2 separate regions of the Mus musculus genome follow, and region 1 is linked to region 2. A link is a contact called in public Hi-C data. All regions are on one chromosome and are shown on one strand. The core of a region is the stretch at or near the end of the contact, and the rest is flanking DNA. Distances in the headings are between cores, read along the strand shown. Region 1 overlaps Tanc1 (tetratricopeptide repeat, ankyrin repeat and coiled-coil containing 1). Region 2 overlaps Tanc1 (tetratricopeptide repeat, ankyrin repeat and coiled-coil containing 1).

Region 1 (3,727 bases), core at 1,004-3,503, 120 kb after region 2:
CTCAGTTTCTGAGCCTTGCATTTATTAATTAATCTAAAATCATATTTAACATGAATATCACCTGAGACTGAGACTCACACAATTCTGGTAGGACGTGAAGGCTGGCTCAGTCTTTACCGTTTACTACACTTCTTTTTTTTTTTTTTTTAAGACTAGGAATTCTCTACTAGACATACTCTGTGGTTGTGGTAGAAGTGACAAGCATGCTCCTAAATAACTATCGTGTTGCTGCTCTGAGTTTATTTCAGCTCTTCATTTAGTGTAAACTCTGCTTAGGTTGTAGGACAGCTGATAAACTCAACGCAGGAGAGGTGAGATTAGGGACAGAAAATGCGTGTTACTATGTCAGGATTAAAGTTGGCTTCGAGTACGGAGCCCCGTCAAACATATAATAGTTGAAACAAGATACCTACTGCCCTTTCTTTTTAGCAGTGCACATTACCTTCAAGTACCTTGGTGCCATGAAGTTCCCCTCGTGGGGGAGGGGCTGGGAGGAGTTGGGCATGGTGGTGCTCCCATGTTGGTATTGAAGTGTAGGTGTTTCCTGGGGCTACGGTGGCGTGTTATCTCCATTTGGTGGTTTCAGCTGTTTGTCTCTCTGAGCCGCAGGCACCGTCCATAGAGTACTTGTCTGGGAAAATGCTTACCTTCTGTAGCTCCTGATGGCCACACCCTCCTCTCTCTACTTCTGTGGCAGTCTTATCCCCTCCTTTCTCATACTAACACCCATGTGTGTGGGACCTGTCTGGATGATTCCAGTTGGTTCCTCACCTTAGGTTTCTTATCCTAACCCCAGTTTCTGTAAGCCTCTAGAAATCAAGTGACTTGATTGGGGACGTGTCTTACCTTATTACACACTTCTAACACAGTGTTGCCTGAAGGCCTCGTGAAAACTTTCTAAGTTACTCTGCACACATGTCCACATCCCTTGCCAAAGGAAAGGGAGAAGAGGAAATAGGGACATTTCTCAGCACAGAGCCTCAGCTTCAACAAATGCATTGGAATTGTGTAAATGCTGGCACAATGAAGACAGAGAGCGGTTCTGCGTCCCAGTATATTCATATGTTCTGTTATAGTCGGCTGCATCCCGAAGCCCTGGAAACCTATGGTCTTTCTCCAAACCCAGAACTTTGCCTTTTCAGGATGTGATGTGTAGAGCCGTTTAATGCACACCCTTTTGAGGCCAGCTTCTTGGCTGGGTGCACTTCGGACTCATGCACGTCACAGTGGGTATCGATAAACTTTTACTGCCTGTTTCACAAGTAGTCCACTGCATGCATATGCCACAGCTTGTCCATTTGCCAGTTGGAAGTCACTTGGGTAGTTTCCAGTTTGGGGTGACGATAAATGAAATTGCTTTAACTGTGAGCACACTGTCTTTTGTATAAGCACAAGTGTCCTTTCCCTTGGGGAGGGACTTAGGGGACTTAGGAGTGGAATTGGCAGGATCATATAGTATGTACGATATAATTTGTATGAAAGCATCAACTATTTTCGAAAGCAGTTAAACGTTTTGTAGTCTCGCCAGCAGAACGGGAGCTAGGTGGTTCCGCATCGTCTGCAGCTGCGCCTTTTGTGTGGTCGAAGGTGTTCGCTGTTCTGTAAGGTCTGCGCACTGTCTGAGAGGGGCTTAGGTAATCTTTGATGGTCTCTGTATCCAGCTCAGCTGAGAGGGCTTTGTTAACTGTAATTGATGCCACCATCTTTACACTGGATTTTCTGTAGCCCAGACAAACCTTGAGCCCACTGTGTAGCCAGGGATGACCTTGAACGCTCCAGCCTCCTGCATCTACCATCAAAGTGCTAGGAGTACAGACTTGGGCCACTGCATCTCACTTTATGTGGTGATGGGGATTGAATTCAGGATGTTGTGAACACTAGCCAGGCACTTTGCCAATTGAGATACTTCCCCAGCTCTCACACTGTTAAAAAAAAAAAAACCCAAAACCCTATAATTCATCTTCATTCTAACCTAATTATACCTGTAAGTCTTTCCACTTAACACTCCTTCATAGATACGTCTCTGTAAGAGTGATTGGAGTCTGCATCTCTCAGGCCCTCTTCTCCCTGATGTCAGTGCCCAGAGGTTGGGTGGATTTGACACAGATGAGACACAGATGATTCTGAGGGTGAAGAATAATATGTGTGTTTCTTTGGTGTGGCCATTTCTCTGTGGTGTGGGATAGGAAGGCTCCTATACATGCTGAGAGGTGGTGGGGTACCTGTGCACACATGCACATCAAAGGTAAAGCCAAGGGCGATGGGCTACTCCTACCTTACACTGGGGACTGAGAGTGAGGCTCAGGAGTGTTCTGCTCTGACCCGTTCCTGGATGCTGGGGAGGAAGAATGAAGCAGGAACTCAGCACCTTCCCACGGGGAGGGGTCCTTAGGTGGGTGAGACACCTGCTCTTCATCTGCCTCTTCATGTCTCTTAGCTGACATAAGGGCAGAGGGTTTAAACTAGGTGTGCTGTAGCCATTGTACTAAATGAAAGTTTGAGGAAGTATTTGCAAATTTAATTTTTTTTCCTGAGAACATATTACTTCTTAATTAAGTAAAATGCATTTTTTTTTAAAGCCCTTTCTTCTTGGGAGTCAATATCTGTGGGAAGACAAGACCTTCAACCTCTTAAGCATTTTCTAGCGTGACCCCGCCCCTTCCCCTGCAAGCATTTTCTAACGTGACTCCGCCCCCTCACCTGCAAGCATTTCCTACTGTGACTCCACCCCCTCACCTGTAAGCATTTCCTACCATGACCCCGCCCCTTCACCTGCAAGCATTTCCTACTGTGACTCCGCCCCCTCACCTCAAGCATTTCCTACTGTGACTCCGCCCCCTCACCTCAAGCATTTTCTACCGTGACTCTGCCTTCCTACCGTGACTCCTCCCCTCACCTTCAGGTGCATCCCTGGCAGTGCGTTTTCCTTTCTGATGCTTTCCCTAGTGACAGCACTGTGCCATGGCAGCTCTCTCTCTCCTTTTTTCACTTGATTGTAAGCTTCCTCAGGAAGTAGGCAAGGTCTCAATACCTATGGGGGGGGGGGGCGCTCAGTAGTTAAGAGAGCTGGCTGCTCTTCCAGAGGAACTGTGTTGTTTAATTCCCAGCACCCACATGGCAACTCCAGTTCCACTCTCACACAGACATACATACATGCAGTCAAAACACCGATGTACATGAAATGAAAATAAATTTTACAACCCCCCCATGGGTGGGTACCCCAGAATTGCCCTTGTAAGGTGGGTCTGAGAATGTGCATTCTGACAAGTATAGGTGACCACACTCGGGAATGGAGTGCCCAGAACCCGCAGGGGAAGAAGGTTCTCAGGATCCTGCTTCTCGCTCTTTGTATTTAGCTACTTCAAAGGATGCAGGCTTCCTTTCCTGCCCTAGGACCAACGGCAGAGCCATCTCCTCACTGGCTGTTTCCGTCTCTTCGGAAAACTGGGACATGACCCTTCCAGGAAGGGTACAGATCTTTCTCCCAGGGCCACCATAAAATTAATGGCTCTCCCTTTTACTTATAACTGGTTCATACCAGTTGACTACACCTAAGCTGAAGTGCCTTGAAGTCAGATTTTAGTGCTTGCAGTATTTCTTAATATGTACAGTAAGATATCATAGAGGTGGGACCCAAGTCTAAGCACAAAATTAATTTATGGTTTATATACCCTAAAGACATGGCCTGGAGGTAACTTTAGACAGTATTTCAGTGTGCTTGTGCTCT
Region 2 (3,550 bases), core at 109-2,608:
CTTTTCCTTGTCTGCCTCCTGGGACTCTCCAGAGTTGGGAGGAAATCTCTGAGTTGGGTGTGGCTCTGGCTGCATGGAATAGAAGGTGGGTTTGGATTTTTTTGGTTTTTGTCTTTTGTCAGAGTCTGGCTGCTCACAGTAGTTTTTGCTTCTTTGGTTCTCGTAGCCAGCAAGCTTTGCGTTAATTCTCGCAGATCAGATTAGTTTCTTGTTCATGATTCTTGTGTTGGGGAGAGAGATGAGCCTTCTCTGCCCACTTTGGGTAAATGCCATTACTACTTTGTGTCTCCTTGACTGGACTTCTCAGCTCCTAGCTCCTTGACCCTCACCTCCACCCCTGTGATACTCATTTTGTGTTCTTAGCCCTATCTGTTTCTGTCACGGGCTCCCCAGTGATTATTTGCAGGGATTGCTCTGTCTCTGCAGAAGGGATCAACTTGTAACTCCCTATGGGTTTTGGTTCAAAGGTCCGTGGTGGTGAGGAGTGAGGGCCTAGAGATGCTGTGCAGTTAGGCTGTGGGGAGACAGATTTGGGACATGGGGAAAGCTAACAGGTAGGATTAAGCTGGGCTACCGTGGCTGCTTAAGATGGTGTGCCCTTTGGATTTTCCGTAGCCCTCCCCAAAGCCCTTACTTGGGGATTCTAAAGCATGGTTGTGGGGTGGGGGCTGGTTACAAAATTTGTTCCTAAGATGCTGTCTGTTTCGCTGCCATTTCTAGATGGTTTTGGACTGACAGTTGGGCGTGAGGAGCACAGTGTCCTTAGGTTGCCCAGAGTTGTGCGCTCATCCTTACCTTCAGAACCTTAGAGTCAGAGCTCCAAAATACCCAAGAGAACAGTAAAACTTAAGGAGTAATGATTGTGGAGTTATGTAGAGAGAGACTTGGCTTCAGGTTTCCTCATCTGCTTAATGGCCTGGCAGATGTTTCTTAATATTAGAGTCTCAGTTTCTCCGTGTAGAAGGGGGGTGTCATTGAACTCATGAGAGGTAATATTTACACAGGACACCTGGAATAGGGTGTGCTCTTGTACAATCAACAGCATTGAGTTGAGTGAAAGTCTGGGAGCTACGAGGATGAAGATGTGGTCTGTGTTTTGGAAGAGCAGTGCATCTGTGGGCAGGGCTGACAGAGCAAGCAGGAGCTTAGGTGCCAGGACCTACTCTGAGGAGCAGAGTACGGGAGAGGCTCCTCTCGCCAGGGCTTGCCAATTCTTTGAAACTTTTCAAGACAAGTTTGTGCCTAAGCCATCTTTGGAAAGACTAAGAACTGAGTTTGTTTCTCTGTTGCTGTGATAAACACCATGACTAAAAGCAGCTTGAGGGGGAAAGGGCTTATTTCATTTTACAGGTTACAGCCACCGTGGAGGGAAGCCAAAGCCGAGAACACAGGGCAGGAACTTGAATCTGAAACCACAGAGGAAGGGTGCTTACTGGCACGTCGCCAGGTCCCCTTCAGCTGCTTTATAAAAAAAAAAATGGTGTTAGCATCCTTTCTTCCTAACTGAGAACACCTTTCACACAAAGCCTTGATCTCATACTAACACACCTGGCGTGGGGATTGTTCTGTAGGGGTCAGAGGACAAGGATGCAGCCAAGCTTTCCTGATGGTGATGCTTTAACTGCAGGTTACAGGAGCCACACATCCCCAGTTTGTTTTCTCTGTACACACACACACACACACACACACACACACACACACACACACACACACACCTTTGGGTGGCTGTCTTAGTCAGGGTTTCTATTCTTGCACAAAACATCATGACCAAGAAGCAAATTGAGGAGGAAAGGGTTTATTCAGCTTACACTTCCATACACAGGGTAGGAACTTGGAGGCAGGAATTGATGTAGAGGCCATGAAGGAGTGCTGCTTACTGGCTTGCTTCCCACTGGCTTTCTCAGCTTGCTTTCTTATAGAACCCAGGACTAGGCACCACCCACAATAGGCTAAGCTCTATCCCCATTGATCACTAATTGAGAAAATGCCTTACAGCTGGATCTCATGGAGGCATTTTCTCGAGGGAAACTCCGTTCTCTGTGATAACTCCAGGTTGTGTCAAGTTGACACACAAAACCAGCCAGTACAGTGGCCCAAGTCACTAACCTCACCGTCACAGACTATGACCATGCAGTGGTCCACCTCACTAACAGGTTGCCCTACTATCAAATCAATGGCAAAACTCTCATTCACTTCTTTGTGATGATTATAAACTAAACCTACCTGCCTAGTAATGGTGATAACCTGGGTCTTCTACATCAATCAGCAATCTAGAAAATGCCCCCAAAGACAAGCTCACAGGCCAATCTGATAAAGAACAATTCCCCAACTAAGGGTCCCTCGTCCCAGGTGTGTCAAGTTGTCAACTAAGATTAGCCATCACAGATGGGTTGTAGCCAAAGCAACAGCATGAGCAGTGGATGGAAATATTTAGAGCTATAACGAATCTGAGAGGGATGGGTAGATTGCAGGAGGAAGGTGGTCCAGAGATGGGGGCTCAGAGAGCCTGATGTGAGTATCGGTGGGCCTCGGAGACCTTGCTGAAGAAGAACTGATTGATTCTGTAGGTAGTGGAACCTCTGAAAGGCTTAATGGGAAGGACTCGGTCAAATTTTCTTTCCTGTTAGCTTGGTAGGAAGGGAGAAGGGAGGCCAGGAAGCCAGCCAGACTCTTGCATGGTAAGATAGTATCTTGACCTTGGGTGGGAACGGGAAGCATGGGTCGATTGAGAAGATGAAATCAGTGATTGATTGATAAGTACACAGAAGGAAGAAGGAAGGATCTGTCTAGAGTACTGGTCAAGATCTCTGTGTAAATAATGGTGAGGGGGACACCAGTGTGAAGGAACAGAATAGACCCCTCTCTGGGAGCATGAGGAGTAGAGGGATCTCGGTAGGGAAGTTGGATCTTGGCCATCGAGGATCTAGGTAGAGTTTGGGAGAAGTTGGATGTTGGCCGTAGGCTTTAGAAGCACATTGGAAAAAAGAAGTCAGCGCTGGAACAGAGAGGATGGTTTGGAATTAAGATGCAGCACCTCGAATGAAGTGTTAGTAGTACTTACATGTAAACCTGTGGTTAAAACAGAAATGTAGCATTCACTAAGATTAATAAGACTACCCAAACGTTAAGAATGTGGGACAGGAGAAAGCCTTGCCTTCCCAGGCCCCATTGTACTGTTCAGCTGTTTTCTTTTACATTTGTATTTTTTAAAGAGTTGGAGGAAATACTGTAAAGAGATGATTAATGTTGCACATTATCAGGTGAGCTGGAAACCAAGAGCATAACTTAAAAATAACCTGCGCTGCAGCCTGTGATGCTATTATGCATAATTCTAGGTTACTTCATGCTCTGACAGTAATACCATTCGTGGGGGGGAGGGGTCAGCTTCCACCTTTTACATACATTATTTCAGTCAGAATTAATCATGCCTCCATCTGTGCTCCCGGCAATTAAAATATTTTAAGAATTATAAATGTTAAATGATGCTCTGTAAAATTTGGGAAAGGGGAGAAAGAATACCATTATGTGTTCAAGGCAGCGGCCATGACTT

What was found. Hi-C and Micro-C count contacts between places; a contact is called where the count stands out from the background.
Region 1: a contact with region 2 is called in a Hi-C map of the P5424 cell line, with 4 times the contacts expected there. The contact joins two enhancer-like sites. A contact is called at or near these places in 2 of 15 datasets of contacts at CTCF or cohesin (embryonic stem cells and pro-B cells), 12 of 484 Hi-C or Micro-C datasets (the N1E-115 cell line, the P5424 cell line, brown adipocytes and 4 more), 10 of 115 datasets of contacts at active chromatin or transcription factors (cardiomyocytes, embryonic stem cells and epiblast stem cells) and 4 of 9 other capture datasets (adipose tissue, embryonic stem cells, liver and 1 more).

The regions. Positions count from the first base shown.
Region 1 is chr2:59,746,733-59,750,459 of GRCm38.p6, forward strand. The region is part of intron 4 of Tanc1 (tetratricopeptide repeat, ankyrin repeat and coiled-coil containing 1); the gene reads left to right. Among named protein-coding and RNA genes, the nearest start is that of Wdsub1, 130 kb to the right of the region's middle. Within about 2 kb of position 2,254, at least 26 of the 459 cell types and tissues checked have an H3K27ac peak or open chromatin away from gene starts, as enhancers often do. A contact at or near this core is called in the P5424 cell line, where this site is marked.
Region 2 is chr2:59,630,178-59,633,727 of GRCm38.p6, forward strand. All of the region lies in intron 1 of Tanc1 (tetratricopeptide repeat, ankyrin repeat and coiled-coil containing 1), which reads left to right. Among named protein-coding and RNA genes, the nearest start is that of Tanc1, 20 kb to the left of the region's middle. Within about 2 kb of position 1,359, at least 68 of the 459 cell types and tissues checked have an H3K27ac peak or open chromatin away from gene starts, as enhancers often do. A contact at or near this core is called in the P5424 cell line, where this site is marked.